Linked DNA regions of Sus scrofa: region 1 is linked to region 2. Evidence: chromatin contacts called from public HiChIP or PLAC-seq data. All regions are on one chromosome and are shown on one strand. Each heading gives the region's core, a stretch centred on a gene start, on an enhancer-like site or on the middle of the called end of the contact. The rest is flanking DNA. Distances are from core to core; before and after follow the strand shown.

What was found. HiChIP or PLAC-seq counts read pairs in DNA pulled down with a chosen protein or histone mark.
Region 1: an H3K27ac HiChIP or PLAC-seq map of alveolar macrophages shows a contact between it and region 2. The contact joins the promoter of TBC1D10A here to the promoter of CASTOR1 in region 2. A contact is called at or near these places in 12 of 47 Hi-C or Micro-C datasets (alveolar macrophages, blood, epiblast stem cells and 8 more) and 2 of 2 datasets of contacts at active chromatin or transcription factors (alveolar macrophages and skeletal muscle).

What each region holds. Positions count from the first base shown.
Region 1 is chr14:47,300,132-47,304,309 of Sscrofa11.1, reverse strand. TBC1D10A (TBC1 domain family member 10A) reads left to right here and starts at 2,770. Exons shown (of 9, transcript XM_021072299.1): 1 at 2,770-3,066. The coding sequence starts at 2,858.
Region 2 is chr14:47,264,907-47,269,250 of Sscrofa11.1, reverse strand. CASTOR1 (GATS-like protein 3) reads left to right here and starts at 2,522. Exons shown (of 7, transcript XM_021072302.1): 1 at 2,522-2,806; 2 at 3,391-3,461. The coding sequence starts at 2,694. TBC1D10A (TBC1 domain family member 10A) reads left to right here. Exons shown (of 9, transcript XM_021072299.1): 9 at 1-164.

The sequences.
Region 1 (4,178 bases), core at 1,521-4,020, 35 kb before region 2:
CCAGGATACTTTGCCAGGCTTGGAGCTTCACATCTGCCCTGGGTGTGTCTGGCTCCTCTTTCTCCCCTGGTATAGGCCTTCATTACGTTTTGAGGCCTACTCTGGCCCACCTGGGAGCTGGGACTGAGAGCTCACCACTATGGGGCTGCAAGAGAGGTGGGACATGTCCTTCCAGACAGCGAGTTTAAGACCAAAATAGCCTGTGCCCACACTTGTGTCTGCTGTTGCTCTGTTTGTGGAAACCCCCAAGCCTATGGAATGTCAAGACTGCACAGAGAAGTCTTCAAGAATGTCTGGTCCACATGGCGTCAAGGAAACGGCTGGTGAAATCACTCAGGGCTAAGACTCCCCCTTTTGGGGCTGCTTGGGGCCCCTTAACAGGCTGTCCTAGACTCTGCCACTCAGGCGTGGCTCTTCCACGCTCTGGACCTGTCTCATCCACAGGACTACAGGGGAGAGTCAGATGATAGCATGGTTGTGATTTATGAGCTGTAAAGTACTGGACATAAGTGAAGAGCTATCGTTATGACTCTATGAGTTGATAATCCCTAGGGTCAGAAGTAGGCTGCTGAGAGCTAAGTCTTTATAGATACAATTGGCTCATGCTTCCCAATAGAAGCTGTTGGTAAGAGCTAGGTTCAAATCCTGGCTCTTCCACAAGCTAGTTTTTTTTGTTTTTTTTTTTTTTTGTTTTTGTTTTTTGTCTTTTTGCTATTTTTGGGGGCCACTCCCATGGCATATGGTGGTTCCCAGGCTAGGGGTCTAATCGGAGCTGTAGCCACTGATCTACGCCAGAGCCACAGCAACGCGGGATCCGAGCCGCGTCTGCAACCTACACCACAGCTCACGGCAACACCGGATCCTTAACCCACTGAGCAAGAGCAGGGACCGAACCCGAAACCTCATGGTTCCTAGTCGGATTCGTTAACCACTGCGCCACGACGGAACTCCCACAAGCTAGTTTTTGCACTTCAGGCAGCTGACTTCCCTGCACCTCAGTTTCTTTAACTGTAAAACGGGGCTAAAATTAGTATCTAACTCATTGCTAAAAGATTACATGCAATAGGAGTTCCTGTGTTGCTCAGTGGCAACAAACTCGACTAGAATCCATGAGGATGTGGGTTCCATCCCTGGCCTCGCTCACTGGTTTAAGAATCAGCAGGCATTGTGGTGAGCTGTGGTGCTGGTCTGCAGATGGGATGCCGAGTTGCTGTGGCTGCACGGTAGGCCAGCAGCTACAGCTCGGATTAGACCCCTAGCCTGGGAACTTCATTATTCTGCAGGTATGGCCCTAAAAAAAGACAAAACGAAACAAAAACTTCTACCCAGGTGTTCATAGCATCACTATTCACAATCACTAAAAGTATAAACAAAGTGTCCATCCACAGATGAGTGGATTAAAAAAGTCCATACAATGGAATAGTTTTTGGCTTTGAAAAGGAATGAAGAATTGATACATACTACAACATGGATGACTCTTGAAAACATGTGGGGTGATAGAAGCCAGACACAAAGCCCACATACATATGATTTCATTTATATGAAATGTCCAGAAAAAAACAGAACTTTGGAGACAATTAGCAGTTGCCAGGGAGTGGGGGAGGAAGGATGGGGAGTGACTGACTGCTAATGGATAGGAATTGCTTTATGTCTAACCCATGGCATATGGAAGTTCCCAGGCTAGGGATTGAATTGGAGTTACAGCTGCCAGCATAGGTCACAGCAATGCAGAATTCGAGCCGTGTGTGCAGTCTTTACCACAGCTCACCTGTACTTAAGTGAGGAGCTATCATTATGACTCTGTGAGTTGATATCCCTTAACCCACTGAAGGAGGCCAGGGATAAAATCCTCATGGATCCTAGTTGAGTTTGTTAACTGGTGAGCCAAGACAGAAACCCCTGGATAGGAATTTCTTTTTGGGGTGATGAAAATGTTCTAAAGTTAGATTATGGTGATGGTTGCACAGCTTTATAAATATGCTTAAAACATTGAATTATACTCTTTAAACAGGTGATTTTTCTCAAGGCTGATGGAAAAATACAAATTACAAAAGATAGTAGGTAGAACTTGGGGCAGTGAGTGGCTCAATAGACAATGGTCATTATTCTTATTAACTAGGTCTCCCTATTTTTTTGTTTGTTTGTTTGTTTGTTTGTTTTTGGTCTGGCCGCGGCAAACAAAATTTCCTGGGCCAGGGATCGCTACAGCAGCGACAACGCCAGTTCCTTAACCCGCCAGATCCTTAATCAGGGAACTCCCAGTCTCCCTAACTTAAAGCCCCAGAAGCAGTTGGGGTGGGGGACTGCTGAACTTCAGCTCGGCCTAGGTTTTAAGTCGCTGAGAGTCGCTGGGAGAATCCCAGAACCACCGCGGGTCTCCTCGGAGCTTCTCGAATGGGTGAAGCAATCCTCACTCACGTCCCTGGGGTCTCGCGGGGGTGGGGGGTGCTTGGAAGGCAGATGCGGAATTCCCAACGGACGACTTCGGCCTCAGCTGGCACCGCGCTGCAGGTGACTGGCTGGGTCGCGGCTAACCCGGAAAGGCCAGAGGAGCTCTTTCAGGTGAGCTCTCGTGATTGGCAGCCCAGGGGGGAAGGGCTTCGGGAGACGGCTGCCCCGCCCCCTCACGTCGGGCCGGTTGGCGCCAGCCTGGGGGAGGTGGGCGGGCCCTGGGGGTCCACGGCGCCCATTGGGTGTGGAGGGGAGGGAACGCCGGGGAAGGCCTAGGGCCCCGCCCCCGGATTTGCTGCGACCAATGGGCGCGGCACGTGGGCGGGGCGTCGGCGGCAGTCGGGCGGCTGAGGCGGCTGAGGTGGCTGAGGTGGCCGCTGAAGCTGAGGCAGCGGGCGCGGCCGGGATGGCGAAGAGCAGCGGAGAAAACGGGCCGCGCGCTTCCGCAGCCAGGGGGAGCCTGTCGGGGACCCGAGAGAGCCTGGCCCCGGGCCCCGACGCCGCAACGGCCGATGAACTCAGCTCTCTCGGCTCGGACTCAGAGGCCAACGGCTTCGCTGAGCGCCGCATCGACAAGTTCGGCTTCATCGTGGGCTCGCAAGGCGCCGAGGGCGCGTGAGTATGGCTGGGGGCCGGGGCCCGGGGCCGGGGGCGGGCGCGGGACCTGAGAGGAGGGCCTCGACGCGGACCGAGCCGCTCTCAGGAAGGACCGACGTGTCTCAACCAGGAACCAGCGACCCTTATCTCCCTTGCCCCACCCCCACCTCCCCCCAGGCGGATTGACCCGCTTTCACCCTGGAGCCTACTTTGGAGCCTGGGACACGCAGGCCAACCTCACCTCTCCTGCTCGCACCTCCAGACAGACTGACCCGCCCCCAGGAAGGGCTCTCCTCACAACTGCGGACAGATTGACACCTGTCCCAACCCCATCACTACCACCCTCGCCTTAGGGTTGATTGACTTTGCCACCCTGGGCAGGCTCACAGGTGGCCGCCCTTCCCCCAACAGGCCGATGTTCTCCATGCCCCCCCGCCCCGCCCCCGACCCGCAGATGCCCTTGTTTTAGCAGCCCACTACCCTCATATCAGGGGTATACCTTAGGCAGACTTCAGAGGGACAGACTTCTCTGCCCACACTACATTCCAGGACAGACTGACCCTCACCTCAAGACACACAGACCTCTGAATAGACTGATATTTGTCAGTTCCCTCCTTCTTTGGGACAGACAGTCCCTTCCCCTCATGGAAGGGTCAGAGCAGAGCGTGTTCCCCTCTCCCCTCAGAGGCAGATTTCTCCCTGTCATTAGCAACAGGTGGGCAGACACTCCCCCTTTCCAGTACCCACAAGGTGATGGTACCTCATCTTCAGAATAGACTGTCTTTGTGGATGGTGTGGAAACATGCACCTCCTCTCCAAACACAGACTGGGGTTGGGGGGGCAGCAGCAGGAGACAGCAGGGTCCAGGCTCTTAGCACACCCAGATCCCCTGTACCCAGGCACCCAGCTGGCAGGCAGAGAAATGTGGGGCAGGGAAGCAGCACCTTCCCTTTAAGTGGGGTAAATTGAGCAGCCACATAGAACTCCTTGAGCCTAGTCCTCACAGAGATCATATGTATGGGTTGGTGATCCCTTTAGGAAGGATGGACTCTTGATCCCACTCCCATCCTCCTGTCCTGTCACATGAGACCAATGTTGTGCACAAAATTGACAAATCTCCCTTGCAATGG
Region 2 (4,344 bases), core at 1,273-3,772:
CAGGCAGAAGTGGGTGAGGCCTTGTTTGGCCCCCTCCTCCTGGAGGCATGTTCTCCGGGACCAGGGCACTGATGTGAGGGGAGAGGGAGGGATAAAGGGTGGGGTGCTCTTTGTGTAAAATAGAAACATGGTTTTGTACAGAAATAAACAGGCTTGTGTAGAGAGCTGGTGTGCAGCTAGGGACTGGAGAGGGGGGTCTGTTCCCCGACCCCCGCTGTGCTCAGCATTCTTCTCCATACCCTGCAGAGGCCCCATCCTGGTCCTAGTGCAGCACTAGAGCCTTTCTGGGAAGTACCTTTGCCAGAGGGGAGGCCAAATCTAGGGCCCGCTCCTATTCCTGGCCCCTGTATCCTCTTATCCTGTCCCCTCTGACCCATGTTCACCATCTGCCATGGATGAGGGTCACTAGTGCTGGGGCAGAGCAGAGCCTGCTCCCCAGGCCTTGATCCCTGCCCATCACCGAAGGGGAGGGGTTCCTTAGGGAGGTCCTTTTAAGGGTCTTCCTCTTCTAAGGTCTAGCCTGGATGCTATTTTGGACCCCAATAAGGTAATGAGTATTCATTCTGGGTTGGGTGCTGGTGCCAAGAGTGAGGGATCATGAATGCCCTCACATGCTCATCCCAGGCCTCCATCAAAAGCAAAGGGGTGTGGGGCCAAATCTGTATCTTTGATGAAAGGCTACCTGCCATGTAGCATATGCCAGGCTGGGCTGGTTGTGTCACATGCCTGATCAGGTAGGTTTTATTATTGTCCCCCTTTTATGGATAAGGAAACAGGAGCTAAGTGGGAAAAATGAAGCTGATCCAGATTTGTACCCAGAGCCCCCAACTACCTCTCCTGACTTTGCCATTGAAGGCCCAAGTTGGCAGTAGTGTCATAGCTGATGACTGGCAAGGGTGAGGACAGGGTGTCCCTGGGAGAGGCCCCCCTTCTGCTGAGGAAGCAGCTTTTCCAGTCAAACAATAGTGACTGTTCTTGGCTGGCCACCAAGCTGGGCTGGGCAATGGGGGAGCAGGGAGGCAGGACTAGAGCCTCCCTGGGAGCTTTTAAGCATCTCAGGGCCTCAGCCTGGAACATCTTGTCCTGGTACAGCTGGGGATACTGAGGCCTGAGGAGGTCAAGGGTCACATGAATCTGTCAGGGCAAACCACACCCTTCCTACCTCCTGCCCCTTACCCCTGTGGCTTCCTACCCCATGTACACCTGCCGTCAACCAGATGAGGGGCTCAGCCTCCTGAGGACACCTCCCACCCCCTGGCCCTCTAGGGGTCTGGCCAGGATGTGGTGGCTGCAGTGTTCCAGCAGAACCCACCAAACTGGTGAGTCCAGGGAGGGAAGGTGCTGCCCCACTACTAGCTGCGTGCAATTGCCGCCACCCCCCACCCCACGCCCGCCCGCCCCAGCAGGTAGGAGGCCTGCTCAGGCCTGCTGGGACCCAATCAGGCCTGAGGCCTGCTTTAACCTGCTTGGTTCAAAGCCTTGGATCTGAGGCCTGAGGATGTGCAGGCCAGGCAAGGGCCCCTGGAACATGTCCCATCCTGCTGGGAAACCAACCTAGGTGTGCTGATGTCTGCTCAGCACTGGGGTCTTTGCAAACCTGAGAGGCCTGAGCAGACCCCAGCCCTAATGTTGAAATGAACCCAAGGTGGCACTAACAAGCTTCAGATCTGGGGGCCTCCTTGGACATGAAACAAGCTTAAATGTGCTCAGGCCCAAGTTCTAATGACTGTAGGCTTTTAAGTCTGACTACACACTGGGCTCTGGATGCATGGCCCTGCCCCCCAAAGTTTGAGCTTTGGGCATTCCTGTCCCAAATACTTAAGTCTTAAGCCTCAAATGTTAGTCCAGACTACCTTCAGCTCCCTACCCTACAGTGTATTGCTCAGAGGTAGCTGGGGCCCTCCCCATCTTTGATTCTGGTGGGGAGCCTTCTACTCTGAAAGGTGGGTGAGAGGAACAGATGTGGGGACCACCAAGTTCAGGTTGGGTTTCATCTTGTTAGCCCACTCACAGGGCTCACAAAGCTTGGAGGGGTTTGTATCAGTGCTATCCTGGGCTGTGGAACTTTTTTCACTGCCACCCCAGCCAGTTCTGGTGGCCCTGCCTCATGCTAAGCCATCAGAGGAAGGAGAGGGAAAGGTGCCAGGACCCTTTATTGGGACAGAACAACAACGTCTCCTAGGTTGCACAGTGGACCCCTACCCACCCATGTTTCAAGGATTTGGGAGCAGTGTTCTGGTCACAGCCGAGCCCCGGTTCATCTTGTGGCCCTCCCAAGCCTTGGTGAACTTAATCAGAAGGCCCTTAGTGCAGAAAAGACCCCAAGCCTCCCCGGGCTCTCCGGAGCAGCTGCGGGAGTCCTGCGGAAAGGGCGGAGCCCGGAGTGGGGGAGAGGCATGGGCGGGGCCTGGAGGACGCGACGGGGGTGGGGTTAGGTGGTGATTCCGGAGCCAATGCCGAAGGGGCGGGGCCATAAGGGGCGGAGTGAGTCTCTAGCGTTACAAGGAGGCGTGGCCACCCTGGATTGGCCCCCAGTCCTGCGCGGCGTGGCCGTCAGGGAGCTGGCGTGGCTGGCGGCTAGGACTCTGCGGCGCAGCGGCTCCTTTAAGCACCTCCCGGCACCGCCCCCGCCGCCCCGCCCCCGGCACGGCCTGGGTCTGTTTGGCCGTGGGGTCGGGTCCGCGCGGACCGCGATGGAGCTGCACATCCTAGAGCACCGGGTGCGGGTGCTGAGCCTCGCCCGGCCCGGTCTCTGGCTCTACACTCACCCACTCATCAAGCTGCTCTTCCTGCCCCGCCGAAGCCGGTGCGCGTCCGGGTCCGGGCACAGAGGGGGGTGGGCTGCACTGTCACTCTGAGATGGGATCGGGAGATTAGGACCTCCGCGGGGCCAGCGGGAGCAGACAGGGAGAGCGCTCCCCGCCCCCCGCTCCCCACCGCCGCCATCCGGCCTGGGCCTACCCTCCCTGGGACCGCCGCCTATCCGGCTCGTGAGGCCCCCTCACAGAGCTTGTTAAGGCGCAGACAGCCTGGGATGGTCAGTGCTTAACTCCTAGTGGTTTCACATGGGGGCATTTCTTCCTGGCAACTTCGGAGAACTTTTTCCAGCTGCCTCTCATCGGGTCAGAGGGGCTGGTCTAAGGGGGCTCGGACGCCCGGGACTGCCGCCTTGGGTGAGCCTCTCCTTCCTCTTGGAATGCTGGGCAGGGGCTTCTGCAGAGATCTGGGCGGAGGAAAACGGTTCGCAATTCTGGAGATGGGGCCCACGCCCCACTGTTCTGGGGAGGAAATTGAGTCTGGAGGGGGCAGGGAGACGCCCAGCCGGGGTGGGGGGTGTCTGCCCGCCCCCTCCGCCCACCCAGGCTGAAGATGCTCCCTGCCCCCACCCAGGTGCAAATTCTTCAGCCTGACGGAGACCCCTGAGGATTACACGCTCATGGTGGACGAGGAGGGCTTCAAAGGTGGGGACTGGGCTGGGGAGGGTGAGTAGGGGAAGGAGGTTGTCCTCCCCTTTTTGCAGGATTCTAAGAGAATGCTAGGATCTAATGTACCAAGAGTTGGGGCCCTGAAGGCAGATGATCTGGGTTCCAGTCCATTTCCACTACTCACTGGCTGTGTGCCCTTGATCAAGTCACTTCCCCTCTCTGAGTTGTTTATTTCGTTTTATGTAAAATGGATATAGTTACGGTTCTGATCTATTTGGCCCCATGAGGGTTTTATAAATGGGGCAGTGTGTAAAGGGCATTTAGCAGCCACAGACCAGCAGCAGGGCCTCAGTTACAGCTCTGGGGCAAGAATCAGGCTTCTGTGGCTGTTCTTGCCCCCCACCCCATTATTTCCCCTTGGGCTTCACTCCCTGGTGTGGGTCACTCCCTCCCTGACTGGTCTGGGAACTCCGAGAGTCTGAGGGTTGGGGAAGGAATGCAGGAGCCGGCAGCCAGCCCAGGGCAGGATCCTACGGGGCCTCCTAGCTGTGTTTGGGCGATTAGCAGCCACCTTGGCTGTGGCCCATGTGCTGGACTGGACACCAGCCTGGTCCCTCCCTGATCCCTGGAGCTGATATCTGGCTTCTCTCCTGCCAGCTTGACCCATCCTTACAGGCCTGGAGTCTCTGGCCAGCCAGCTGGGGCTCCCTCCCTCCCCTACAGGGCTACTTAGTTTCCCTATTTATGCTGCGGAAAAGTCTGGGTCTGCTAACGAGGAAGGCATCTCCCAGCCAACTTGGACTGCTGGCTCCCCCTGGTGGTACCACATGGTGTAAGGCCTCTGATACTCAGTGCATACATACTCAGTTTCTGTAGGAGAAACAGGCTCTCAGAAGTTAAATCATTTGCCACAGGTCAA